6 separate regions of the Mus musculus genome follow, and regions 2, 3, 4, 5 and 6 are each linked to region 1. The links are chromatin contacts, called in public promoter capture Hi-C maps. All regions are on one chromosome and are shown on one strand. The core of a region is the stretch at or near the end of the contact, and the rest is flanking DNA. Distances in the headings are between cores, read along the strand shown.

Evidence for each region. Promoter capture Hi-C pulls out the DNA fragments that hold promoters and counts their contacts.
Region 2: a contact with region 1 is called in a promoter capture Hi-C map of pre-B cells. The contact joins the promoter of Pgm3 here to the promoter of Snx14 in region 1. A contact is called at or near these places in 2 of 39 promoter capture datasets (hippocampal neurons and pre-B cells) and 1 of 9 other capture datasets (adipose tissue).
Region 3: a promoter capture Hi-C map of erythroid cells shows a contact between it and region 1, with 34 times the contacts expected there. The contact joins the promoter of Tbc1d2b here to the promoter of Snx14 in region 1. A contact is called at or near these places in 4 of 39 promoter capture datasets (erythroid cells, liver and pre-B cells) and 1 of 9 other capture datasets (liver).
Region 4: a contact with region 1 is called in a promoter capture Hi-C map of erythroid cells, with 29 times the contacts expected there. The contact joins the promoter of Morf4l1 here to the promoter of Snx14 in region 1. A contact is called at or near these places in 10 of 39 promoter capture datasets (the C10 cell line, the HPC-7 cell line, cranial neural crest and 7 more), 4 of 484 Hi-C or Micro-C datasets (B cells, CD4 T cells, Th1 cells and 1 more), 6 of 115 datasets of contacts at active chromatin or transcription factors (astrocytes, embryonic stem cells, epiblast stem cells and 2 more) and 1 of 9 other capture datasets (pancreatic islet).
Region 5: a promoter capture Hi-C map of pre-B cells shows a contact between it and region 1. The contact joins the promoter of Cyb5r4 here to the promoter of Snx14 in region 1. A contact is called at or near these places in 8 of 39 promoter capture datasets (the 3T3-L1 cell line, the C10 cell line, cranial neural crest and 5 more), 1 of 484 Hi-C or Micro-C datasets (B cells), 2 of 115 datasets of contacts at active chromatin or transcription factors (astrocytes and large pre-B cells) and 1 of 9 other capture datasets (adipose tissue).
Region 6: a contact with region 1 is called in a promoter capture Hi-C map of pre-B cells. The contact joins the promoter of 4930524O08Rik here to the promoter of Snx14 in region 1. A contact is called at or near these places in 2 of 39 promoter capture datasets (hippocampal neurons and pre-B cells) and 1 of 115 datasets of contacts at active chromatin or transcription factors (differentiating embryonic stem cells).

What each region holds. Positions count from the first base shown.
Region 1 is chr9:88,436,659-88,441,157 of GRCm38.p6, reverse strand. Snx14 (sorting nexin 14) reads left to right here and starts at 2,229. Exons shown (of 29, transcript NM_001359958.2): 1 at 2,229-2,490. The coding sequence starts at 2,351.
Region 2 is chr9:86,569,210-86,573,708 of GRCm38.p6, reverse strand. Pgm3 (phosphoglucomutase 3) reads left to right here and starts at 1,867. Exons shown (of 13, transcript NM_028352.4): 1 at 1,867-1,979; 2 at 3,302-3,507; 3 at 4,314-4,498. The coding sequence starts at 3,304. Rwdd2a (RWD domain containing 2A) reads right to left here and starts at 1,721. Exons shown (of 3, transcript NM_001145969.1): 1 at 1,652-1,721; 2 at 646-872. The coding sequence starts at 846.
Region 3 is chr9:90,268,028-90,272,526 of GRCm38.p6, reverse strand. It overlaps Tbc1d2b (TBC1 domain family, member 2B), which reads left to right and starts at 1,758. Exons shown (of 13, transcript NM_194334.2): 1 at 1,758-2,175. The coding sequence starts at 1,816.
Region 4 is chr9:90,112,738-90,117,236 of GRCm38.p6, reverse strand. Morf4l1 (mortality factor 4 like 1) reads left to right here and starts at 2,417. Exons shown (of 12, transcript NM_024431.3): 1 at 2,417-2,701. The coding sequence starts at 2,662.
Region 5 is chr9:87,019,702-87,024,200 of GRCm38.p6, reverse strand. Cyb5r4 (cytochrome b5 reductase 4) reads right to left here and starts at 2,172. Exons shown (of 16, transcript NM_024195.2): 1 at 1,948-2,172. The coding sequence starts at 2,022. It overlaps Ripply2 (ripply transcriptional repressor 2), which reads right to left. Exons shown (of 4, transcript NM_001037907.2): 4 at 3,760-4,499. The coding sequence ends at 4,392.
Region 6 is chr9:89,824,447-89,828,945 of GRCm38.p6, reverse strand. 4930524O08Rik (RIKEN cDNA 4930524O08 gene) reads right to left here and starts at 2,427. Exons shown (of 6, transcript NR_040735.1): 1 at 1,709-2,427.

The DNA.
Region 1 (4,499 bases), core at 980-3,479:
ATGGTCAGAGACTAACAAAATACAATGCTTAGAATTTTTAAGTGGGGCAGCTGGAGGTGGGGAGTAGCAAACCTCTGGAGTTCAGTGTGATTTCATATTTTCACCTTGACCAGTGGATTAGTTGTAATTTTCATTTTTTTCAAACCTAAAACTGTACAAAGTAAGCACCATTCACCCAACTCAATCTTTACAATTAAATCCATCAGAGATGAGAGTGCAGGAGCTGAAGCAAATCCAGTTCATAGTATTAGGCAAGACAGCGTTTTCTTTTCCCCTTTCTCGTGTAGCCCTGATTGTTCTAGAATTCATTCTGAAGACAAACTCGGAGATCCACACCTGCTCCTGCCCTCCATTGATGGGATCAAAGGCGTGTACCATCATTGCCTGGCAGAATTTCATAAACAGGATCGATTGAGGAAATGTCATAGCTGTTCTAGGGAGCTTAATATAAGTTAGAAAACTTCATAAGTGTAAAGTGGATAGTAAACTTTAAGAGTGAAGAAACATTTAGAAGTTAATTTTCATGGGTGAAGTCATAGCAGTGGGGTCTTGTGGAAAGATATTTAGTTAAGTTGTGCACTGATAACAATTTATGAGACAGTTAAGTCCTCATTACAACCAAAAATCCTGTTAGGGAAGAAATTCACTCTAAAACCAATATAGACAAATTGCCTAGTTCATTTTAAGTTCTGCAAAGGAATTAGACAAATGTTTCAAAGGTGTCTAATTTGAGCAGAAATGAAAAACAATCTATTAAAGGTACACTATCTTGGTTAACAAGTTCAGAAACTTAGAAGCAAAGCAATACAAAATGCAAGACAAATGACTAACCAGTTTAAATCACTTAGATTCACACTAGGCATTTTACGGTGCATGAAGATTAACATACACTTAATCCAAACGGTTTCTATTTCATTATTAGCCCCAGTCTATTTCAGTAAGGGAAGGCTATTTTGCAAATCTCGGTATCAAACCCTACACGTTTGGTAAACATTATTACTGGGTTACAGCCCTTTGGTCCTGTGATTTGTTTGAGAGTGTGTATTTGCTGTGTCCAGACTACTGATCCCTGTTGGGATTTACCGTGCTCTTTGTGGAGTTAACAGTGTAAAATTACAAAAGTGAATGTTAAGTGTGTACCTTGAAACTTCACATGAGTATATAAAGAATATATATATATAAAGAATTTGGTGACAGATGCACACTTCATGAGTGGAAATGTTACTGTCATCTAAAGATACTGCTAGTGTGTATTTAATGTTCTTTGGTACACGTTGTATTAAAGTTGGTTCTGAAGAAATTAGGAATACATGTAAATTTAAGGACAAAGACCTGAATTTCTAACAGCTGTAATGGGAAGAAAGGATGGTACATCCTGTAAAGGAAATGAGCCACTAAGGATCACCCACCTTTTCAGAATATTGAAAATATTAATGAAGCTGCACATACACTTGAGAAAACAAGGAGTTCTGTTTCCCTGTCTAGGGGAGAGAGGTGGCTTGATGGAAACTGCCAGTGTCAGAATAGCATGAAATTCTGTTTTCGCTAAGAAGCGATCCCGAGCAGGATCTTGCTTGTCTCAGCGATGTGATTATGCTGTAGTTGAAACTAGAATAGCTTACGCTCTAAGGGTAATGTTTGTAGGGTAAATTCAAACGCTTTACATGCCTGAGTTTTAGCTCCTACAAAATGCTGAATGAAATTCTAAAAGGGACTATCCAGATTCCAAGCCTGCTGTCGTCACACGCTGGGTTATGGTTAAGATCGCGGGGTGAGGTGACTCCCTCGTTGTTGGTTACGTGGCTAACATGACTTTCTTTCGGAGGTGGATTGCGGGTGGGTGGCGGGCGGGTAGGTTGTCATACGCCCCAGCTTGATCCCCTTTTAAAAAGCGGACTTGAAGGCGTCCTTTCCTCCTCTCCCTTAGGTGTGGCAACGAGAATCCGAGAGGTTGAGGCGGCAGGGTCCGCTGTATGGACTACATTTCCCAGAGGGCTCCAGGAGCCGCACGCGGCTGCTGTGCAATTAGCTTTCCCACACTCTTCTGCCAGTCTGCATTCTAGGTTTCCCTGGACTTCCGGATAAGGAAAGTGGGTGGCCGCGCCAGAACGTCAGTCCGAGCGCTCCCCAGTCCTCCCGCGGGATGGTGGCGGCGGCCTTGGGGCGGCCTTGCGTGTGGTTGGGGCGTTGGTTGCGCACGCGCGGCGAGGGTTGCGGGGCGGGGCCTTGTGCGGCTGAGTCTAGCTGTGAAGCTGGGTGGTGGGTGGCAATGTGGCTCCGCCGCCGGGGTTTGGGGGTGCCCTCCGCCTCTGCCTCTGAGGGCGGCACGTCCTCCCCTGCGTGGACTGAGATGGGGTCTTGGGTGCGGACGATCTGCGGGAGGCTGAAGCAGCGGCTGCGGCTGGACGTGGGGCGCGAGATTTGCCGTCAGTATCCGCTGTTCTGCTTTCTGCTGCTCTGCCTCAGCGTCGCCTCGCTGCTCCTCAACAGGTACCTGCTGTTGGCCCCGCGGCGGCCGCTCGAGAGCCCGCAGGCTGCTGGGCGGCGGGCAGGAGCGCACTCTGCACCGCGGTCTCGGGAAGGGCGGCCCAGGTTGCTCCCGGATATGCGGACGGGTGCGGGCCCGGGACCACGCAGCCTTCGTGGTTACCTGGCTCTCAACCTCTCCTTTTTGACCATTTCTCAATGACGAGCCTTTATCGTCTGTTTTACAATTACAATCTGTAATGCCACCTCAGTTCAGTAAAGGTGATCGGAGGGAGGTGGCTTCAAGGTTCTGTCGCAGCCTCTCCTCTTGGGGAAGCCTTCTCTCGCAACAGTACGCCCTCACACCGGCACACACCTTTGCAACCACAATTTCGTCTCTTTAAAATACTGGTTTTTGACCCAAAGTCAGAAAGCAGTGTAGTACCCATCGCAACTCTACAATATTCTGGTTTTTCTTTTTTTTCAAGATCTGTAGTTAAATTGACATTTTGAGGTCAGAAGTCTCCGCCCCTGAAGCTTGTTGTGTTTTATATTTCCAGAAGTAGTATGGGTGCAGTGATAGTAGAAAAGATGTGTACTTAAAAACATCGTCACATTCTTTTCTCTGTTTTGAACAAGCAGTCGCCTTTTATTTTGAAGTAATTCATTTGCAAGAATAACAGTGAGAAACATACACAAGAGATTTGACTTAGTAGTTTCACTAAGGCTATTTCCTGTGATTCTGACAACAGTTTTGTTGTTTTCCTTCATTTCTCGCTCTCTCTCTCTCTCTCTCTCTCTCTCTCTCGTTTCTGCCATCTTGGTGGCTTTGTAGAATTGGGGCTTAAGCGATAGATTAACAGATAGTAATTACTATGAATTACTGTCTTACAGAAAAAGTGCCCGGCTTGTGATGATGAGGTGCTTGATTGTAGGGCTGTGGGAGAAGTGAGTTCCTTTAACAGCAGACATTACTAGTTACTTAATACAGTTCTGTCCTCTGAAAGGTGTTTCAAGCTGGACTAGCAAAGCCGAGCAAAATGTAAACTATAGGATGTGAGTTTTGTCCTCAACTTTCTTCGATGGAAACTGACTAAAGTATAATTCTTCTCTAAGGTGCATCAGCCATGTGTTGGGGACAGATTGAACTAGCAATTCTGAGGTCACCAAAGTAGGAAGTCATAGAATGTAATGTGATATGTGATCTGTACTATGAATTGGTATTATGCAAAGAAGGGAGAAAATACACATACATTTTTATCTCTGAATGGTCATATTTGTGAGCAAAATTATTTTTGCATACTTCCCCCCGATTTGTTCCTATTGAATCAACTAAAGTGACATTAAACATCACAGTACTGTCCCTTTTATTTTATTATTTTATGTCTATGGGTGGTTTTTAAAGTTATTTATTTTATGTGTATGAGTACACTGTAGCTGTCTTCAGATACACTATTACAGATGGCTGTGAGGCATCATGTGGGTGCTGGGATTTGGAACCAAGGACCTCTGGAAGAGAAGTCAGTGGTCTTAATTGCTGAGCTATCTCTCCAGCCCCGTCCATGGGTGTTTTATCTGCAGGTGTATCGGCACCACGCCCATCCAGTGCTGATGGTGGCCAGAAGATGGTCTTGGTTCCCCAGGAAATGGAATTAGAGACATCAGTGAGCGGCCATGTGGGTGCTAGGAATGGACTCCTCATCCTCTAGAAGGGCAGTCCTGCCCCCCCCCCCTTGTTGAGCTCTCTCTCCAGCGCCCCCACAGTGTTTTCTTTGAATAAGTGGTTAGCGAGCCTTTCAGGAAAAGAATTAGGGAAGGTGCAGAGCAGGATGAGTAATGAGCTTTTTATGACACATGTACTTCTCTTTAAGATGTGTACTGCTGTGATGTGTGTATGTGTGTGAGAGAGACAGACAGACATGTACACACATAGACACACATAGATATAAACATATATGCTGTATATGCTTATATTGTCCATGGAATGTCATTTGGGAAAACATGGTCTCTTCTGCCAAAAGGAACTGGTAGGT
Region 2 (4,499 bases), core at 618-3,117, 1.9 Mb after region 1:
AAGAATTTCATTTCAATTTGAGAGGCAGAATCTACTGTGGGAGAAGTTCAAGGTTCCACTGAAGTGTGTAATTAAGGAGATAAAATGGTCTGAGGGAAGGACAACTGAAGGCTTCGTAGGGGAGAGCGAAAACATTCTTCTAAATGTCCAGTCCACATGGTACCTGCTCTGCTAATGTTCCTAGGACTAAAGGGTCCAGAGCAAGGAGGTAAGTTTATATTTAACATTTAGGTTTTGTATGTGTAGTTACTATGCACATTCAGTGTCATTGAAAACCGATGAAATCCTAAACACTCATTAACTTCATTAAAGTCTGTCTGAATTTATGGACCATCTCATGTTTGGTACATTTTCCTTCCAAACGCATCCTGGGATTTGAAATTGTCTATTTGTTACCTGGACAGGAAGCTCATGCTTTGGGTTTTCCAGTTAACAAGTGGATACCTGGGGCTATGCCATTAAGAGCACTGGCTGCTCTTCCAGAGGATCAGGGTCCAATTCTAGGTTCCCACATGCAGTTCTGGCCTCCAGGGGGCACTGCATGCACATGATGAACAGACATACATGAGGGGGAAACACGCATACACATTAAAAGCAAAACACGATAGGCACCCAGAAACACTTAGGACCAATGAAAGCACCCACCTTGGGCTCCTCAATTTGGAGCGTGATGACAAATTCGATGTTGGGTGGGAGCGCCTCCCTGGTGCCTTCCAGATACCTCTTTATGTTTGTTAGGGCGTTTACATCTTCGAGTTTTACTTCTCCTTGATTAGGAAACATAGAAAACAGCATTTCCATCTCCAGCAGCTGAAGCTGAAGGCTTTCTTTTACTGACCCTGACATGTCTCCAAATCAGCCGGCTTGGAAACCTGGAAAAGGCCCAGAAATAATGGGGTTGTAAATGACGACTGGTGTCCAGGAAATTTTCCCAAGGTCCCTTTTCTAAGAGGCAGTCCCGCTGTTTGTAGAGAGCTACGGGCACGCATCCATACACTTTAGATTTCTCTCCTAGCCCCCCCCCCCCAATCTAGTACGCACAACATCCTTTAAAATGCTCCCTCAAACCCCAGAATCCTTGTCTCTCCTTCCCACCCTTGCCGGCCATTCTGGAGTCTGCGCTTTCAACAGGTGCTCGGGTGACAGATTTCGTGGCCGGTGGTTGCAAACACCTGTATTCCTGGTCAGCCTCAATCCCGGGAAAACCAGGGACCGGCCCGGGAATCCCACTTGGATCTCAAGCCTGCGCAGCTAGGAAGGATGCCTGCAGTGCGGAGGGGAGGGCTCTAGGTCATCCCCGCCGCCAGCCCCCATCCGCAGGCCCCCTCGGAGGACAGCCTCCCCGGACCGCAGTGGGGTGCAGCATCTCGCGCAGGTGCATAGGGACGCCACCGCAGAGCCAGGGGCTGGGAGGAGGGGTCTCAGCCATTTCCACTTAATAAAGTGACGCCTAGGGCTAAGCGGGTGAAGACCCGCGGGGATGACGCTGACCTCGCCTGGCAGGGGCTGGGCTGGGAGGTGATCTCGGTGGTCGGAGGGACGTCAACGCTCCCGTTCTTTAGGGACCCGGGACCCTGAGGCCCAGGCTGAAAGGCGCAGCTGTCCACCCCGGGAGCTAACCTTCGGCCCGCCTTAGCCGCCTTAGCCTCACCCTTTCAGATCACTCAAGCCAAGCAGCCCCGAACCCGCTCCGAACCGCAGCCGCAGTTCCGCGGGCGCGAGCAGCGCGCGGACGGCTGGGGGGCGGGGCTTGGCGCATAGGGCGGGGCCACAGACACCAACCCGCCGCGATTGGTCGGGGCGGGGCTTGGTGGTGCAGGGGCGGGTTCAGCGGCCCTTCCGGGCTGTGATTGGTGTGGGCGGGGCGTCGGGCCGGAAGCAAAGCTGGGCCACGTCTGCGAGGTCTGAGAGAGTTGGTTTGGTGCGCACTGCGCGGCCGCGTCTCGCCTGTGGAGAGAACGTTCTTGCTCCAGATCTAGGTGAGCGGGCGTGGAGAATGCCGGGCCGCTGTGGGTGGGGGTTCATCGGCAGCTGAGGCTGGGGCATGACTGCCGGACCTACCTATCCAACGCTGCGCGCGGCCCAGGTGCCTGAGGTCCTCGCGCTGTAGTGCGCGGAGCCGCGAGTCAATCAGTAGCTCGGAGCAGGATGCATCCCCAAGGGTGGCAGTTTGAATGAAAGAAGCAAACACTGTTAGGGCTTTTAATAAACATTGCCATACCTAATCGAAATTAGTTCGAGAACTCCAAATGCATTAAAGGGTGGAAGCATGCCGTTGTTCTATGACTGTGATTTTCCTTTGAGAGTTCTGAATTTCGTAGGAGTGGTTGACGCCCCTATGAATAATAGGGATACATTACCAACGGGTCATTTTTTTTTTTTTTTACAAAATTATATTCGTCCTTGTGGACAAAAGTTTGATAACTAAAGTAGCTTGGGAATGATCTATTTTACTAACCGGAGAAAAGCAAACATTTCCCCACACTTCTGGTAGTGTTGTGTATAGAAGCAAGGAAGGACAATAAAGCGAGGAGGTGTGGCTGTTAGCGGAGGGACAGCACCCCCTCTCTGGGCAAACTAGGATAGAGCTGACCCAGGAAGTACAGTTTGTGGCTCTGCAAATACACCGCTGGCCGAAGTGGAAAACCCGAGTTGAATGAATTGGAGGTATCCCACACTCACTTGTTTTTAAATGACAGGTTGGAAGTAGCATGGTAGATGTTAGTTGTTTTTGATGTTACTTTAGAAGGCTGCCATGCCTGTCTTTATGGAGATTGGTGAGGCTTCTGTGAGATGGCCTAGCTGATGGGGGTGGGGGTGGGGTTGGGTCTCAGACCAGAGGAAATGACTGTCCATTGTTTTTCTTTTGGGACTGTTTCTTTCTAGCTTGAGAGGAACAGCAAAAGAGCCACACGGATTCCAGGTTTCTGACCTTCAGCCTCAGCCTTTCACTGGCCGCACACCAGACTTTATATGATTAACCGAGGCCCACACCGGGAGTTGACCCTTCTGTAACATAAAATGATGGTGTGATGGCATTACTTTAGGACAGTTCATCCTGAAGACAGAGTGGAATAGGAGTGGACAGTGGCTGGTGTCTCTCCCGAGTCTGTCCTGGAGGGTATGGTTTAGGCAGGGGCTTCTGGGTAATTTTAACTCCAGGGTCTCCTTTTCTCTTCCCTGCCTTCCCAAAAGTGGTTCTCTGGAGAGGGTCCCATTGAAACAAATGTGCTACATTGAGTTGGCAGTTTACCAAGCAGTACTTGAAAGCTTTCCCTTCTTTTATTTCTTACTCTTGTAGGCATGGATCTGGAGGCTGTGTGTAAGCGCTCGGCACTCCATGCCAAGCCCCAGGGGCTCATTCTTCAGTATGGGACTGCTGGATTTCGGACCAATGCCCAGCATCTCGATCATATCATGTTTCGAATGGGATTGCTAGCTGTCCTGCGGTCAAAGCAAACAAGATCTACCATTGGAGTCATGGTTACGGCCTCACATAACCCTGAGGTAACAAGGTGCTGTCTTTATTTACAAGACTAAGCTATAGTGTCTAAGAATCTTGAACTGAAGTCCACACACTTTTTTTTTTTTTGGATTTTCGAGACAGGGTTTCTCTGTATAGCCCTGGCTGTCCTGGAACTCACTCTGTAGACCAGGCTGGTCTCGAACTCAGAAATCTGCCTGCCTCTGCCTCCCAAGTGCTGGGATTAAAGGCGGGCGCACACATTCTTTCCCTCCCTCCCTCCCTCCCTCCCTCCCTCCCTCCCTCCCTCCCTCCCTCCCTTCCTCCCTTCCTCCCTCCTTCCTTCCCTTCTTTCTTCCCTCCTCCCCTCCCTTCCCTCTCACCCCTTCTATCTGTTTCTCTATGTAGCCATGGCTTTCCTAGAACTTGCTCTGCAGACCCAGGCTGGCCTCAAATTCACAAAGATCCTCCTGCCTCCACCTCCCAAGCGCTGGGATCAAAGGTGTGTGCCACCATCACTGGCTCAAAGTCCACATTTCAATGCTGGGAGTCTGCCTCCTTATTTGTCCACACCTTTGGGTTTGAAACAACTCTTGCTGCTGCTGTGCAGCTCAAGGCTGAGCTGGGTGTGGAGGGAATGAATGGGATGAGGCTATTTTCTTGGAGAGTGTCCAGATTAGAGAAAAAACAGAGTGTCCTTCCAAGTTTGGATGGAGACACTTTATCAGTAATGTTATCGTCACAAGGAACTGAAGGGGCAGTGCATGGAGACTTGGGGCCAGCTGGTACCCAGGGCAGTTCTCAGCCATGAGCTGGGTGAACGACAGCAAAGGTTTGTTTCTCTTTTAAGGAAGACAATGGTGTGAAATTGGTTGATCCTTTGGGGGAAATGTTGGCCCCTTCCTGGGAGGAGCATGCCACCTGTCTGGCCAGTGCGGAGGAGCAGGACGTGCGGCAAGTGCTTGCTGCCATCGTGGAGAAAGAAGCTGTGGATCTGACACAGACCGCCTTCGTAGTCATTGCCAGAGACACCAGG
Region 3 (4,499 bases), core at 509-3,008, 1.8 Mb before region 1:
CTGCCACAAAAGGAAGTTAAACAGCCTGATCTAAGCTTCAAATGGGCAGTCTACTTTGGTGTCCTTGTCTTTTCTGGGGTGTGTGCGCATGCGTGCACATGCGAGTGAGCGCTCCAGAAAGAGAGAGCGCACTCGCACATGCACGAATTTAAAATAAGCAAGAGGGGGTGCATAGGGTTGGAGAGATGGCTCTGCAGCTAGAAGCACTAGTCCCTCTTGAAGAGGTCTTGGATTTGGTTTTCAGAACCCACGTGGTAGCTCACCATTATCTGTAACTCCAGCTCTATGGGATCATGCACCCTCTTCTAGTGGTATATTTGATATGTCCTCACAAATATAACTAGAATGTCTACTTCTCTTTGGGAAAGGTGAGCTTTGTACTCATCCTTCCTTCGCCTGGAATGCTGTTCCCCTCCTCAGTCTCTAGTTACCGTTCCCCCTCCCATCTGACGTAGGTCTCTGCTCACTTCTTAAGATCTGCCTCCTCTGACCAACCTACAAAAGTAGCTTACCTTCATCTTCCTTTACAAACTCCATCCTTTTACTATGTTTTGTTTTGTTAAGCACTTAAAAACACCTTGTGAGGTTGTTCTGAGGGTTCAAATAAGTTGATACAGGAAGTACTAGGAAGCTGGGTGGGGCTAGCACATTCCTGTAATCCTACCACTTGGGAGGTGGAGGCAGGAAGATATCCAAGGCTCAGTGCCAGCCCAGGCTATGTGGAGAGAGCTTGTCTCAGTCCTACATTCCCGACACCCTCAAGTAATCACTGGCAAGTGATGTCTTATAGTTAGGGTCTCTATTGCTGTAATAAAGAACCATGACCAAAAGGCAGGAACCTGGAAGCAGGAACTATGGAGGACTGCTCCACACAGCTTGCCCTCTTATGACTCGCCCGTCACTGTTTCCCCAGCCTGCTTTCTTACTTCATCCAGGACCACCTGCTCAGGGGTGGCACGGTCCACAGTGGGCTGGACCCTCCCACATCAATCATCAATCAAGAAAATGCCTCCCAGACTTGCCAGCTTCCCCCCCCCCCCAATTAAAATTCCTTTTTCCCAAAGGACTATAGCTTGGGTCAAGACAACAAAACACTACCAGCACAGTGGTATTTTAAGCAACCATCCTTATTTCCAGGTCATAAGGGCATTTGTGCAGCAAAACAACTTCTATTTGTTTGCCTTTTAAAATGTGTGAATTATTGTTGTGCTTTATTAGAATATAATCTCCATGAGGCTAGGAAGTCACTGCCAAGTCTCCAGTGTGTGAATCCTACACAGAACGCCCTCCATAAATTTTTTTTCATTCAGTGAACAAACCAGGATGTAGAGAGGCAGTACATACTTTGGCTTCCATTCACAAACTCTACAAATATTTACCGAACACCCACTCTGTACCAGGCAACAGGCGCTCTCATTTTCGTAGTATGAGCCTATGACTGGCTGGACACGGATTTTAAAATCAAAGCTTATTCGGAGTTCAGGGCAGTGTTAAGTAGACTTTCCTTAGTTTTTTTTTAGAAACCCACTCGTGGAATCCACGCTCGCATAAAGAAACAGAACTTTTTCTCCCGGGATAGGGCGGACCTTGAATGCCCAAAAAAACAACTAGTAGAGGACGGGTGGAGCTAGCCTGGATCGCTAAAGAACCCAGGCTACCCACGCTGCGGGGGCGCGGCGGGGGCGGGACTACAAGTCCCAGGCTGCTCAGCGCGCCACGGCCCTGCGGAGGGCGCGGCGCGGGGAGGTGGGCGCTGCGGCGGCGGCCCGGAGGAGCGCGGGGCGGGAGCGCGGGCGCGGGCGCCGGCGGCAGGCCATGCCGGGGGCCGGGGACGGCGTGGAGGAGAGCTGCAGTGGTGGTGAGGGAGCGGTACCGGGAACAGGCTCGGAGGCTGGGGCGGTGGCGGGACGGGAGCCCTCGCGGCTGTGCGGCTACCTGCAGAAGCTGTCGGGCAAGGGCCCGTTGCGCGGCTACCGCAGCCGCTGGTTCGTGTTTGACTCGCGCCGCTGCTACCTCTACTACTTCAAGAGTCCCCAGGACGCTCTGCCGCTCGGCCACCTGGACATCGCCGACGCCTGCTTCAGCTACCAGGGCCGCGATGAGGCTGCGGAGCCCGGAGCAGATCCGCCCACACACTTCCAGGTGCACAGCGCCGGTGCAGTCACCGTGCTCAAGGTGGGACGATCGCGCCCCGGTGCCCACTCGTGTCCCGTCAGCAGATTTCCCCCTCCACCTTCCTTCCTTGTCCCAAAGGCCTCCTCCTGTCCTGCCCAAGCCTCTCTTTGCCACTGCCTACTCTGATTCCTTCCTCATTCTTATCTTTTTTTGCCCTTTACCTGTGCTTGGACTATGAGGCTGAGTCAGGGTTGGGGGTTACACAGCTAATCTTTTGACACTTTGACCCATTATCTCCCGATACGCCTTTCCTCGCTTCCCTCCTGTGTCCACGCTCACCATTCCTTGGATGCTGTGGGAGACCCTCCCACAGTTGCAGGCTTCCACCCTCCATCCCTGCCTAATTTATAACTCCTCCTGTGACCTTGGGTCCTCTGAAAGACCCCTCTGTGCTTCAGCTGCCTGCTCTGTAAAGTGGGGACAACAGTATTGGGATTAAGTGGTTTCCACTCTCAAGTGTTTAGTAAATATGGTACATTGAGTGCTATAGCCAGAGGCAAGTGATACCAGGGCCCCGGGAACTAATTTGCCACAGCCCCCTCTAGAGAGGTCGGGGTACTCCAGCAGTGCCCACTCTTGCTTCTTGGAAAAGGTGGGAGGGGTTGCTTCAGCTTATGGGAGGCTTCCTTAGGCTTCCCCAGAGAGATTTGAGTATTGGAGGCTTGGCAATGGTCACCAGTCCCGGGGCAGCATTTCCCTGTTGCTGAGAGTTCTAAAGGCCAGGACCTTGACATCTCCTAGGAATGGTCCTGTTTGGAGCACCCAAGGGCCTGGACCCCTGGCCTAGGGCTGGGCTGCCTCTCACTCTGGGCCTTGCTCCCCGCTTGGTTCCCTGAGTCTCCACCCTCCTTTTTCTGGCTTCTCTTCCGTCTTGCAAGCTGGGCTTTCTCCAGAGCCACAGGGCTGGGCTTGAAGCAGCAGCCCTCTCAAAGCTGGCCAAGTGGAGAGTGGCCTTGTGAGCATGCAACTGTTCCTGAGCTCTGCAGACCGTGCAGCAGCTGGAGCTGTTCCCTGAAGCCCTTTCTCAGAGCTTTGTCGACTCAGCAGAGTCTGACTGGGGGAACAGGGGTGGAGGGGGGGGGGATGCTGTGATGTTCCCCCCCACTAGCAGATGCATAAAATGTTTCTCTAAAGGAAGCCAAGCAGGCCTGCAGTTCAACTTGAGGTAACTCAGTGTCTGTGTAAACTTGGGACTGGCTCCCAGAGCGTCCACAGGGAGCTTTGTCAGAGGCAGATGCTTGCCCTCTGTGTACATGTGGACCCTGGTGAATTTCCGGTGGAATTGCCTGTGAAAAAAAGAAAACTGAGCTTCCTGTTTCAGATTCTCTCAGATAGCTTTAGAACTCTCTCCCTACCAGGTCTTTCATTTTTTAAAAGCATCTAAGCAGCGGCAGCATCTGCCTAAGTGAAGTTACAGTGCTTAATGGACGGCTTTGGACCTGGATAGATTTGAACTTGCAGCCTGAGTCATCAACCATGTGGATTGGACACATTTTATCACTTCTCTGTCTAGTTCCTGCTTTGGTCTAATAGGAATTTCACCCCTCCCCCGCCCCCACCCACCCACCCCCCCCTCCCCCCGCCCTGTGGATGGCAGCAAGGGCTCTAGGAAACATTACGGAAAAAGGCTGGCACGTTGTAAGCACTACCTGGCAGACATCTAAAACAGCAGGCACTGTCTTTGACCGAATATGTGGTATAGTCTGTTGAATTAAATATTAATTGGGGACTACTTAACAATAGTCATTCTGGTCATATAACAGAATGTTATGGGTAATAAACAGGAAATCAGAGTTGTATGTGTCAGTCTGTCTGTCACAAATGTAAAACTGAGCAAGGAATAAGTTACAGAAATGATACCTTTTATGTAAGGATTAAGAAGTTTATATGCAGTATCAACCTTAAGGATCTATGCTGTGCCCTGCAGGGAGTTGGGAAGCTACGTCATAGAGACAAGCCCTGGTTTCAGGGTGGTAGATAACTCTGATAGGAAGATAGGATTATGGAAGGGGATGGATATTCTAGGGCTTCTACTCTGGCTCTGCAAGGCATTTCACCTGAGACTGGGTCATAGCTGCACCAGGGTTGATTGTGTTTTACAACGTATCCTTCCATAGCCCTGGTCAGCCTTGCACTCAGAGTTTCAGTGCCTCTGCCTCCTGAGAGCAAAGATTTAAACTTTTTTTATTTTACATATATGAGTATATGTATATGTCCTGGTTCCTGCACAGGCCAGAGAAGAAACCTGAAAACTGGAGTTAATTACAGTTGTGAGCTGCAGTGTGGGTGCTGGGAATTGAACCTGGGCCCTCTGTAAAAGCAGG
Region 4 (4,499 bases), core at 1,168-3,667, 1.7 Mb before region 1:
ATAGCCTCCCTCTGCCTCACATGGGGGCTGGGGCACTTGTGCAGATACACACAGCATGCACACAGAATATGTTTAAAAAGAGGGAGGGGCGTGCACAGCTGGAACTGGAGTTTCCCTGAGGTGCCCTGTGAGTGATGGGAATTGAACCCAGGCCCTGAACTAGTGCTCTTGATTAGCCATCTCTTCAGTCCTCATAATGAAATCTTTTTTTAAAAGATTTATTTATTATTTATTTTTATATGTAAGTACACTGTAGCTGTCTCCAGACACACCAGGAGAAGGCGTCAGATGTCATTAAGGATGGTAGTGAGCCACCATGTGGTTGCTGAGATTTGAATTCCGGACCTTTGGAAGAGCAGTCAGTGCTCTTAACCACTGAGCCATCTCTCCAGCCCATAATGAAATCTTTCTAAACGACCATAAACATATTTTTGTTGAGCTGACTCCACGGATAAAAGGACCAGTTGCTAAGGTTAATGGCCTCAGTTCTATACCCAGAACCCAGATGATAGGAGTGAACTGACTCTTGCAAGTTGTCTTCTGACCTCCAACAGCTGCATAACACACAATAAATAAATTTTAAAATTTGTTATTAAGGTATAATGTAGATATGGTAAAGATTATTAATTTATGTGTATGTTTGGACATGCCCCAAAATTCACGTAATCATAAAAGATCTAAAAACCAAGATTCCTTAGTGCCCTTTTTTTTTTCTTCTTGTACTTAACAGGACTTTATTGGTTCAACAATGAACAGCAAAGGAAACATTAACTATCACTCTGGGGGCGACATCATGGAGACATCAAAGTTACCCGTGGAAAAGTACCTCTTTCATATTTATCTCCCTCTACCCACCCTGGACATCCAATTGAACGCTGTCCTGATTTTTTCTTTTTTTTCTTTTTGGTTTTTCGAGACAGGGTTTCTCTGTGTAGTCCTGGCTGTCCTGGAACTCACTCTGTAGACCAGGCTGGCCTCAAACTCAGAAATCTGCCTGCCTCTCAAGTGATGGGATTAAAGGCATGTGCCACCACTGCCTGGCTGCTGTCCTGATTTTGAATCAATGATGAAAATGTTCACTCTTATACCTAGCTTCTTCTGCACAACATACTTCTGTTGATTTAAAATCAGAGAGTGGAAATAACATGTGTGGCAAGGATGTGGGAAAACAGGTATCCTCAACTTGCTGGTTGAAATGTAACCTGAGAAAACTTTTCACAAAGTAGTTTAAAGTACATCAGAACCAGGTTTGGTGGTGCATACCTCTAAATCCAGCACTTGGGAGGCAGAGGCAGGTAAATGTTTGAGTTTTGGCTAGCCTGGTCTACAGAGCTAGTTCCAGGACAGCCAGGGCTACACAGAGAAACTTGGTCTCAAAAAAAAAAAAAAAAAAAAAAATAACTGAAAAAAAAATAGAGACAGAGTTTCAGGAGCTAGACACTGTGAGTTCATGGTCCTCTCAGTCTATATAGCCAGTTCCAGGCAAGCCAGGGTTAAATATATTTAGTAAGACTCTGTTGAAAAGAGAAAAGGCTTTGACATAAAGGTTTGCCTAGGATAATTAGGTAGCTACAAAGTGTGGAAGGGCTTCAAATATCAGGGTGACTGTTTTCTGACTTATCTCCCTAATTAACAGCTCTGATCCTTTGTGTGCAATTCATGTAATTTAGTGGGTACAGGGGTACAGTGTTATTTCACAGCAGAGTACATTAAGGAGTTTTTGAACATAGGAACAATGTGAAGAGAGGTTTTGTTGTTGTTGTGGGTTGGGTTTTTTTTTTTTTGAGTATACATCCAATACTACCCCAAAGAAATAAGATGGCAAAAGATGGTACAAAGGGGTTAAGTATGGAACCTTGACTTTGACAGCAATCCAGGTTTGCCCCCTTTAGTGAGACTAAGTACTTCAAGAGTCAGAAGCTGCAATCTACAAATAGTCATGGGAACCGGACCCCCACCCCCTCCCAACCCCCAACTCCCTCAAACAGGGCATGGCTTTCTAGACACCGAAGCTTCTGGAGAGGATCACCTTCTCACTCGCATCTAGCTTCATTTCTGGCTTCCAGCGCTCTCCTAGGCCAAGTCCTGGTGATGCCGTGGAACTCAGGCTGCAGAGACAGTCCTGTCCTCAGGCCACTTCAACACCCCACCACATTTACCTGGCTTCATTTCCTATCTAAGCATCTGCCCCCCTTGAGTTTTTCCCATCCTTTCGTCACTAGCTAGTGATTTACTTATTCCTTCCTCTTTGTCACCTACAGAAAATAAAAATCTGGGTTTTAACAAGCCTCTGGGGTCTGGATACTTAGAGGGCTGGGGTTGGGGACAGGGGCGGTGGTGGATCGCGGGCGTGGGGGGGGGGCAATTGTCTCCCACTCCCCTCCCCCACCCTGCTGGCGTCATCCGAGGTCGAACTACCAATCCCGGCATGCCTCTGGGCGGCACGGGCGCAGGCTTGTGTGCGTAGCGGTTAGCCGTTGGCTGAGGCGGCGGCTGCGCGGGTCGCGGTGCTGTGAGGTCAGGCGGCGCTGGCAAATCGCGCCCAGGATGTAGAGCTGGCTGTGGCCGACGGCGCGTCTGACGCTGAGTTGGGTGGGGTAGAGAGTAGGGGGCGGTAGTCGGGGGTGGTGGGAGAAGGAGGAGGCGGCGAATCACTTATAAATGGCGCCCAAGCAGGACCCTAAGCCGAAATTCCAGGAGGGTGAGTGTGCCGCTTTGGGGAGAGGCATCTAACGGTGCACGGGAGAGAGGCTGACTCAGGGCGCTGGAGGTTTGGGGGTCGGGGTCGGCGGGGCTTGCGGCCGGGGGAAACCGTGCAGGCCTTGCTTTGTAAGGGGGAAAGGCGCACTGCGGAGGGTAATCTCAGTGCGTCATCCGCGACAGTGCTCGGTGGCGCGAAAGCGAGCCCCCGGCCACGGCCAGGGCCGAGGGCATCTCCGTGCGTGTGGCAGAGCCTCGGCGCTTGTTTGTTTGTTTTTCCGAGAGCGGAGAAAGTCTATTGAAGGGAGGTGCCCGGCGGGCGGGTGAGCGATGGCGACGGCGACGGTTGGGAGGTGATGTGGCGTGGGGGAGGGGAGCAGCGGCAGCGCATCCTCCCCGCTTAGCTCTCGGCCGCGGGCCGCGCGGGCGACTGTGGGCCGAAGGTTCGAGGCTGTTGGACAAACGAGCGGCTCTGTCTCGGCGTTGTGTGGAGTTCTGCTGTTGGGAGGACAGGGGATGGGGGGTGGGCTGTGCGCCCCGCGGCGGGAGAACTGCGTTGTAAGATGGCCGCGGCAAGATGGCCGCGCCATCATGGCTGCCGGCGTCTCGCAGCTTACACGCAGCTTCGGGCCAGATGCAGCGCCCCCTGGCACGGCGATCACGCGCAGACCAGTTCCTCCTCTTGCCTCTGAGTGATGGGTGGGGACAGAAAAAAAAATAAAACTGGAGCCGCCCGAGCGAGTTCCTAGGCTTGCTGTTGCCTGAGGGCATCGTTTTGCTGTTTTTGGAGCTGTGCGCCAGGGCCCTTTAAGTACTCTGTGCTCTGCCGAGCGGTTCTCGTGGAAACAGTTTTTAGTTCCTCCTTAGGGCGTTTCCATCTTGAGATGCATGGCCTCTTTGTCATTTTTAAATACAGTAGTTGCTTGACTGGTTGTAGTAGTATTCGATTTTAATGGCGATTTGAAAGCTAACGCTTATTAGTTGGCTTTGACTGAGAACGTTGCTGATGAACGGTTACTGCTAATGGAAAGCAGTTACTCGGTTCTCACAACTCATCTGTCGAGGTGATTTACTGATATACTAAAGGAAATAAAACTATAAGCATAAAAAGGAACACTTTAAACTTGTTACTGCCAGATACGGCCGTCTGTGTTTATCATCATACATGCTGGGTCCAGGCGCTTGCGTAACTCCTGTTCTAGGATGTTTAACCAGTAAAGTGCCAGACTTTTAAAAGTCTCAAGTTCCAAATCGAAACGTTTTAATTAATCGATGTACAAGGACAGGCGGATCTCTGAGTTTGAGGCCATTCTGGTCTACTTAGAGCTTTTCAGGACATCCAGAACTATACAGAGAAACTCTTGTGTGTGTATGGGGAACGGGGTGTTGCTCTATACCCAGTGGAGGTTCAGGGAGTGTGGAGACCTGCGCAGGTGGATGGATCTCTGTTAGCTCATTGTCCAGTCAGCCCATGGGTGAGCTACAGCTAAAGTAATCGACCATCTCAAAAACTAGTGTGAAGAGTTAGCTACTATGGAAGACACTGAGCTGGCTGGTCCTCACTTGTAGATAGTGTAAGATGGTGTACACTGTAGTTTTGCCAACTCTGCGAAACAGTTGGTTTCCTTTGTAATTTGATGTTTTATGTAGCAGAGCATGCCAAGAGGCCCATAGATTTCTGATTGTCAGAGCACAAAAGCTTAAATCCTTGGTTGATGTTAGAAACTAGAAATCAAGAATGGTTGATAATAACCCAGAGAACATCTAGAAAGGAAACAGTGTTGATGGGATTATTTTGA
Region 5 (4,499 bases), core at 923-3,422, 1.4 Mb after region 1:
CTTAGTATCAGAGACCACCCTTCAACACACCATACTGTTTTAGTATCAGAGACCACCCTTCAACACACCATATTGTCTAAGTTTCCTTTTGCTGCTATGATAAAACACCATGACCAAAGTCAACTTATAGAACAAAGAGTTTATTTTGGCTTATGGTTCCACAAGGGGATTCCATAATGGCGAGGCAGGTGTGGCATCAGGTACCCAGAGCAGGAAGCTGATTAATCATATAGCAACTGCACACAGAACAAACTGAAAATAGGTGAAGCTGTAAACCCTTAAAGCCTGCTCAAAGTGACATACTGTTTCCAATAAAGCCAAGGTTTCATAACATCCCGAGACAGCACCATCAACTGGGAACCCCATGATCAAATGCCTTAGCATATGTAGGACATTACAGTTTCTCAATAAACACTGAACAGCTATTGCATAAGGAATCTGTCTCTGTGTAAGATTCAAATTGGTGAGATTTGAATAAAGGGCGTAAGGTAAGGAATATCTGCTGAGTGCGTAGCAATGCTGTGCTATGGAAAAGTCTCATCTCAGGCCTATGAACAAGACAACAACAACAACAACTGGTCACGCGTACATACACCTGAGCCAGAATGTGACTGCGATGAAGTAGTGGGTCTTGGAAAGACATCTCTTTCCTACTCCAAAGTTCTAGACTTTTAACAATTTAACAATCAGCCTATCTGGCTGAGTTCCATTTTTGAAAACTTTATCTGACTGTTTCATTGTTTTATGCAGTCCTAACTCTGCCTCTCAAGGGTTCGAGATTGTCTCATTTCATAACAAAGAAATTAATCCTACCTGAGGGTCCTATTAAATTACACAAAGATCTTACTTTGCCCTCTTTGGGGACAACAAAACTTACTTCTGCTATCGCATCTAAGGAACTTGCTGTCTTTGCCTAGAAGTTTTCTCCTTTAAATGAATGCTGAGAACATAGCCATTTTAATGAAGAAAGTCAGTTACTGACGTTCTCATTCTACAAAGGGCAACCTTAGACTATGGAGCCAAGCACTTAGCTTAAAGAGAGAGCAAGATACCCAGTTGATGGCTGGTGAGCAGAGGCGCACACACAGCAATGAAGGAAATGTCATAATCACAAGCTTACGTGACTGATAGCAGACTTTCATCAACCTATTTCTTTTTACCAAGAATGAAGATAGTAAACGTCCCTAGCTTCAGGGTAACTGTGAAGATTCAATGGGCAAAGGAAAAGGACTCCAGATACACATGGCCATCAGTGAGCCCACAAAACATCTTAGTGCTATGTATGATTAAAGCTGGGGACAGACATTTCTGAAAAATAAATGAAAACCTCAATTCCTTTTCTGATCTAAGGGCAAAACCTCAGATCTAAGTGGAGAAGAATGGAAAGTCTCAAAGTCATATAAAATAAAACTCGAGAAAGGAATCGAGTAGCCCAAGAAGACAGAAGTCTCAAAAGAAAATACCAAGATGTGGTTACAGAATAAGGAACTAGCAAAATAACATAAGAGCATTCGCCTTGCAATGAATACACTACACAATTTGTACTGAATTTTGCAACTATATATCTGTATTTCCACCTGCTGCTGACAGTAACCATATTCAACAAATAGACAAGAGCATGGTACCAGATTCAAAATCAACCAGGGGTGTCTACAGATGAGGCAGTGCTGGAACCACTGGCTACCGTATACACAGAGGAGTGCGACTTGAAGAGGTGGCACTAAATCTGACGGCAGGTTTGCAGACTCCAATCATCCCTAGCCACCGCCACTGCTCAGCCTGGATCTTTGACCGTAAAGAACAAAAGACTGGAGAGGACAGCTTGAGACAGAAATGCAACCATGCCGGAAGCGGGGTGCCGAGTGGACTTACCGCGGCCAACTTCAGCAGCTCAAACACACTTAGGGCGTTTGAGTTAGTAGTCGAACGAACGGCGTCGCCACTTACCTTGCTGCGCCCCTGGGAGGAGACGCGCTGCTGGGAGCCGGGGGCCGGGAAAGCCTGGGAAGGGACGTTCAGCATCCTGGGCCCCCGGCTCGGGCCGCATCCGGGCTCCGCCACCGGACAGGCTGCCCTGGTGGGACCCCAGCGCCCACCACCGTCCGTGCGGGCTCCTTGGCCCGGCCGAGGCCAAGCCCCCGACCCACTTCCGGGGTCGCCAGGGGTCAGGCGCGTCGTGACGCAATCACGCTCACGAGAGGCGGGGCGGGGGCGGAGTCAGAGGAAAGGCTCACTCACTCTGTGAGCCCGGTCGCCCGGCTTGGGAAGGGGTGGCTGTGCGGGGGTTGGGGGCAGGGCAGCGCATGCTCAGTTACTCTTTGGTCCTAAACTTCAGCACCACAAGGAAATGACAGCTTTCTGCTGAAAGATCAGAGAGTGAAGCTGTTCCCCAGCCCTGGTGCTGATAGAGGCCGAGGGTTATTTCTGGTAGAACAAGAAGACCAGTGCCTGTCTCTTGATAAACAACAATTGAAATATGAAAGAAAACAACACTATCAAAACGTTCAGACTGCTGAATAGTTCTCTCCTGTAAAATACTAAGCTCTAGGAAAGAGGACTTCACAGTTTCATGAGCTAAGAAGCCGAACTCAAGCAGCCTCTGCTGTGGGTTAAGAAACGTCACGTTTGGGGAACCAGTCTGGAAAACGAGTAAAAGACGTTTCCAGACGACGTTTCCAGAAGACCTTCTCTATCCATACACTCACACATTCTTCCTCCTCCCATAACTCTTCACTTTCCCTGAAATCTACAAGTAGCTCACTCCTAAATAGAGTGATTTGGTTTTGGTGTCATCCTTGTATTTAATGGCCTATGCACGCTACTTTTTATTAAAGGAACATTTTGTCTGTATAGGCTTGGGTTTCTGTAAGAAATAAATGGCTATATCTAAACCATATACTGTATATATTAATAGGCATGTAACAAAAGACAGGCCACCTTATACTATCCTGATTTGTTAACAAGAGAAATTCCTAACACTGTGGGTCCATGTTAGTGATACATTGGCTTTTTCTTTTTGCTAGGAAAATACACAGATCCACAGGGTGGAATCCAATAGAAAGAGAACATTTTCCCAAAGAGTAGTTCTAAATAACCCATCCCATTCTCTGTGGGGTTCTAATTTTTTCTGATTCTGGACACATCATTTACTCCAGCTATGTAGTTTCCAGAGTCCCTGGGAGTCAAAGTTGTGATAATGTGGTTTAATATTATGAGAGAGTCTGTGGATATGCTTAGTCATTCAAGCACGGGACATTTCTTAGCTAGCTAATTACCTCTCATCTCCACCTCTACCCATTTTTATTCTGGAATACTGCAGGAAAATATTTTTGGTATATTGTCAGACAAGCATTGAACTTGCAGTTCTCCTGCCTCATCCTCACAAGTAGCTCAGATTATAGATTAATAAAATATGTTTGTTTGCACCTGAACTGCTGAGCAGGTGATTATATAAAAACTAAAAGGACTTCATGAGCATAATCTACTGTGTCACCCTAACCATGCAAGTCCATCGTCCATCTCATTAAAGTATGGAATAAGTTTTCTTCTGTGATGCCTATGTAAGAAAAATCAGTCACTGAGGATTTATTTTACTCCCCAGAAGAAGATGTTTATATGAGAATATTGTGAGCGGGAAACTAAAGCAAAAGGAAAGTGGATAATGTTGAATTTTATGTCTTCCAAATCTTAGCTTTATCCAGGACAAAAGAAAAGAGAGCAACTTCATGTTCTCACCGTTTTTAGACTCTGTACAAATCATTCAAATTTAAACCTTTTTTTTTTAATTATAGGAATCCTTCAACATATACAGAAAGTACTGAACACCAGATTAAAGACAACAGGAGAATATCAGAGTGAGAGTCACACTACTCCATACTTAATTACAGTCCTTAAGATTTAAGTGACCCAAGATTGTTTTTCTTTCTCAACTATAATTACTTAAAGCATTTCCCTATGAGCAAGCAAACAAATACTAATATCCGTGAGAATAGTAGCAGCACCCAGTTTTCCTCACTAACTGCCAAGATTATATCATCTGTAACTAAACATCCAATTGAGATCAGCAGAAAACACCAGACATTACAAGAGCCGGTCTTTTAAAAAAACCAAATAGTTCCTTGAAAAATTATAACTAAAGATAAATTTGTGATTTAATAAAAAAAAAACCAGAAGTATTCTTTGTGAATCACAAATATTTATAACACAATCAGGACATTTGTACATGATGTCTATCTTAAAATCCCAACATTTAATTCTAGTGTAGGGACAAAGAGGATTCCAAATACTGTAATTATTACAAAATGTTTTATTAATAATGTATATACAAATAAATTAGTTTTAAAAGTTTATGGTACATTTATATACAAAATTCAAATTGTCAACAGAAGTAACTAATTAGATTGATTTTCACAGGCCAGCCCCTCTATTTCATCTTCACTATCAGAATCTTCATAAAACGAAATTGTAGCTTGAATTGGGAAATTTTTCAGAAGAGTTTC
Region 6 (4,499 bases), core at 1,178-3,677, 1.4 Mb before region 1:
CACATACAAATAGACACATACACACACCTTTATAAGCTTCAGGTCCCACGAAAAGTGGAAGGGCCCTAGGATACCCTTTCTGATTCCAGACTAACCCATCTTCTATGGCACGCCTTCCTATTCTACAGTAGGGGACAGTACTGTCTGTCTGCTCTGGGAGTGTCATCAGCACCCCCTGACTTGGTGGTATGGCGATTGGTTTCAGACTCCGTTGAAGGAAAAAACTACATGTTTTTGGTTTCTGTGGCTGTGTCCAGACACTTAATCTGAGAGTCTGAATTTGAGGGAGGCTGGAATAAACAAACGGTCACTGCCCTGTGGAGCCCAGAGCACCTGAATGGTGAGTACGTGCTCGGGCACTCTTGCCTGTTTTTCATGTGGTCTAGAAGAGATTGCTTCCCTCAGGGATCCAAATATCTAATGTAGAAGAAACCACACACCTTCTCAGGAATCTCCTTGTCACCTTGCCATGGTGAAGGCACAAATCCTGGGCAGCCTTCTGCCCTATGCAGTCACCAGGCTGGCCCCGGCTGTCTCTGGGAGGCTGACTCATGCCAAGGAAACAGATCTGGGAATGTCTACAGAGTTCCTGGTGGTAAGGATGAAGAACTGGGCATAAGTGGAGAGCCGGGACATGTGCAAACGGTGAGGCAGTCACTGAGCCGCTGGAAGAGTCTGGGGTGTCTGCTCAGCAGGTACCCACCAGTTCCTGCTTTTTATGTGAGGGTTCTCTAGAGAAACTGGGGAACGAAGTAATTTTATCCCTGAGAACATCTCTCTTAAACACCATGAACCTCATTGTACCCGACAAATGCAAGCTAGGGAAGAAAGGGTTCACAGGTCAACTACAACAGCAGCAGCTTGTCCCCTTACGTCCCTAAACAGAAACAGATAAAACATTAATTACGTGTAAGACAGTGCTTAGCCCTCTCTCTACCCATTCATTCCTGGACCTACCCCATAAATGGTGCCTCCTGCTTTCTACATGAGTTGGTCTTCCCAACTCAATTCACCCAATTACGAAACTCCTTCATAGCCCCAGGCCAACCTAATCTAAATAATTCCTCATTAAAACCTTCTTCCCAGCTCATTCTAGGTTGTCAGAGTCGACATCACAGTCATTTTCTTTACTTGTAAACAGTGATGGATAATTGGGACAAGCAGAGTAAATAGCAGCGTTACTCTGAGTGACAATCCCTGATGACTGTCTTGGCCTTGTGACAGTACTGTCTGAAGTGAACGACTTGGTTTTAACCCTTGTTGCCTGCAGAATTTTTCACGGAGGCTTCTCTAGATGTTGGAAGCTGCAGACATTTCTGGATTAGATCTGGGAAGCTTCTGGATGGTGGGTCTCCTCTGAGACTACCTAGACTAGCAATTTCCACATCCCAGCCAGAATCCCTGGATCAAAATCTTGTACGAAGCTCATTCTGTCTAAGGCTCGTGGTGGGTATAGGGCTCAGAGGCTCACAGGTGCTCCCTCTTGTGGGGCGGTCTGCAAGTAGCATTCTTCATCCGGGTGTCGGAGGAATATCCGTAAAACGTATTCCTTGGTGGAAGCCATGACTCAATTTAATGGGAGTGAAGATCACAGAGAAGAAAATTACCCAGAATGACTTAGGAACCCTTTGCTTTCTCCTGGCCTCAGTTTCCCTATCTGTATTTTGAGACTGCAGTCTTCCACGCTCTCAACATCCCAAGCACGTACTATATTAAAGCATGATGCGGGCGCCCCCTTGTGGTCAGAAAAGGCCTTGGCTGTTGGAGGAGTTGATGGCGTCTGTAGGTTTACGCAAATGGAGGCCCAAGACAGGCCTTCCTGTTTTCTGCTCGATTTAGTGCTCTGTCTCGAGGTTAGTCTCTTCTCTTGATTGATCCTCATATTCTCACATCGAGTGGAGCATCAGGAGGCCCAAAGAGACATGATGGACAATGTTCCCTTGGCGATGCCACTAACTGCGTGTGATTTTCGCCAGGGCCTTTTACCGGAAGCAGGCTTACATAACTGCAGTGATGGGGGATGGGCACTGTCAGCCTTCAACCTGGCATCTAGGAGGTCTGTGAAATCCCCTGAGGTCTAGGGAGCATTTGTGCAGACCAGCAGTTGTAGGAGACAAAGGTCCAGTGTTTTGTCTGCGTTTCTTGAGGTGGCTTTGCCGCTTTGAGTGCATTAGTGATAAAGCTTCAGGGGAGAGGCCTTACCTTCAGAACGCTCACATCGGGCTCCTTTTTGGTCACCAATACTGAGTAGACGTGCTTTAAAAGCCAAAGAAAAATGAAGAAAACAACAAACAAACAAACAAACAAACAACAAAAAAAGCCAAGTCCCCTAGATCAGAACTGACAACCAGGGCAAATGGTCTCAGCTCTGTATACCTCTGCCTGCTGGTTTTCCTGTCCTGTAATCCCAACGTGATCCCTGGGAACTCCAAAGACAGGAACTGACAACAGGCAGTCCTGGCGGGCTCTGTTAAGCTACAAGGATGGATGATGGCTGGCTTCAGTTTCTAGTCAGTTTCACACTGCCACGGAATCGGTGACCGGTTCTGTCTCCTTTTTGCAAATCATGAGTAGAGGTGGAAGAGGGAGGCTAAGTCACCACGGTTAGTTCACTTGATTCTCACAATAGCTCTGGGAAGTAGGCCTGTTATCACCATGTACTTACAGAAACTGAGTCTTGGAACTGGAGAGTGACTTATCGCATACCAGAAAAGGTGTTGATGGTGGGGCTGTGTGCGTGTCCATGTGAGTATATATGTGTATATATTTGTGTGTGTGTATATTTGCTTATGTGTTTGCATATATGTGGGTGTATGTATCTATGTGTGTGCATTTATGTATTGTGTATATATGTATATGTGTATATATTTATATATGTATGTATGAATGCATGTGTATATCTGTGTGTGGCATATTTTCCTCTAAGTTTTACTATGTAGTTTTTTAAAAAATTTAGCATATGTTACTTAGGCATGATAATGGGTTTTATTATGACAGTCTCTTACATATATAGCACGTATTTTACTCCTAGTCACCTCCATTACCCTTTCCTGTCACTTTGCCTCTCCTGCTGAGCCTTCCTCCCACCCCAGCTAGGCCCCACAATGTTACATTCATGTCTTCTTTACAAAGAGGAACTACTGAGTTTTGTTAGTGTTGCTTACAGAGACATGGCTGCAAAGGTGTTGTTACAGGAGAGCACACACCTTCACTGAAGACAATGTCTAGTCCTCTCCCAGACACCACGGAATCGCTGGGCTTTTAATTGTGATTTGCAGCTGGCCCATGTGGCACTCACAGGACTGACGAGGGGCACTCAGCACCTCAGGAGACATCATGCCCAACTGTTGGAGCCACTGGTGTGTCCACTAGAGCATTCTGAGCACGTCCCCAAGGTGTCTGACTGAGGTCCTTGTCCCAGTTTCTGGACTGAATTTCTGGCTGTATAGCAGTTTCGGACAACCCATAACTCTCCTCTTCAGTTTCTCATTTCCTGGTGACAGGATCTTATCTTGACATTCCCTGGCCCACACCTTGCTTTGATCTGTCACTGGGCTTGGCAAGTCACTCATGCAGAAGTCCACATGTCCTCTCTGTTCCTTACAAGGCCTGGAGACTGGCAGCTCTCCTGGCCCCCCCTCCCTGCACAATAACATAGGGCCACACCCACAGAACAGTTTATCAACACTGGGGCACCAGTGACTTCCCACCACTTACCTGATCCCCACCCCAAGTCTTCTGTATGAGGGTGTCCTGGATACGTGAGAAATTACCAAGCATTCAAATGTTATGCTTATCTTTGTCCTTGGGGTCTGAGAGGGCCAGGATCTCATGGACATCTTATATTCCCAGCTAGAACAAGGTCCTCCCATCCCACTTCTCCCTTTCTCTACCACACCAGTGAACACTATGGCTGGGTTCTGTGTTACTCTCTCTTCCCTAACCACCGTGGCCATCAAGTCTGCCTCTGTCCACACTGGACTGTTTGAGGCTGGTCCTCACTTGCCCGTGACATGGTCACCATCTCCTTCACTGTGTTACTGAAGTCCAAATATCCAGAATCTAGGCGTGGAGTGCATAGCATGCCCACTGTTCTGTGAATTCTCACTGTCATGGCCACTGAAAATCCCTACGCCTATTAAATAAGCGAATGCAAGGGTGGATTGACAAGACACTCCCCGCTGCTCTCAAGCCGTGTCCCGCCGTACTGAATACAGCTGCACTTGCTCCTTGGATATTATTACATGCAGAATTTCACCTCCATTCCCATTAAATACAATTCATTCATGCCTGTAAGCGCTTTATAGATAGCCTTCTTGACCCTCCCATCGATTTAGTGAGGGAGAGACCCAGGGAATGATTGACAGATGCTCAAAGCTCAAGCAACTTCTAGAGACAACCTTCCCAATGCCGTGGCCATTTAATAACAGTTCTTCATGTTGTGGTGACCCCCCCCCCCACCATAAAATTATTTTTTGTTGCTACTTCATAACTGTAAT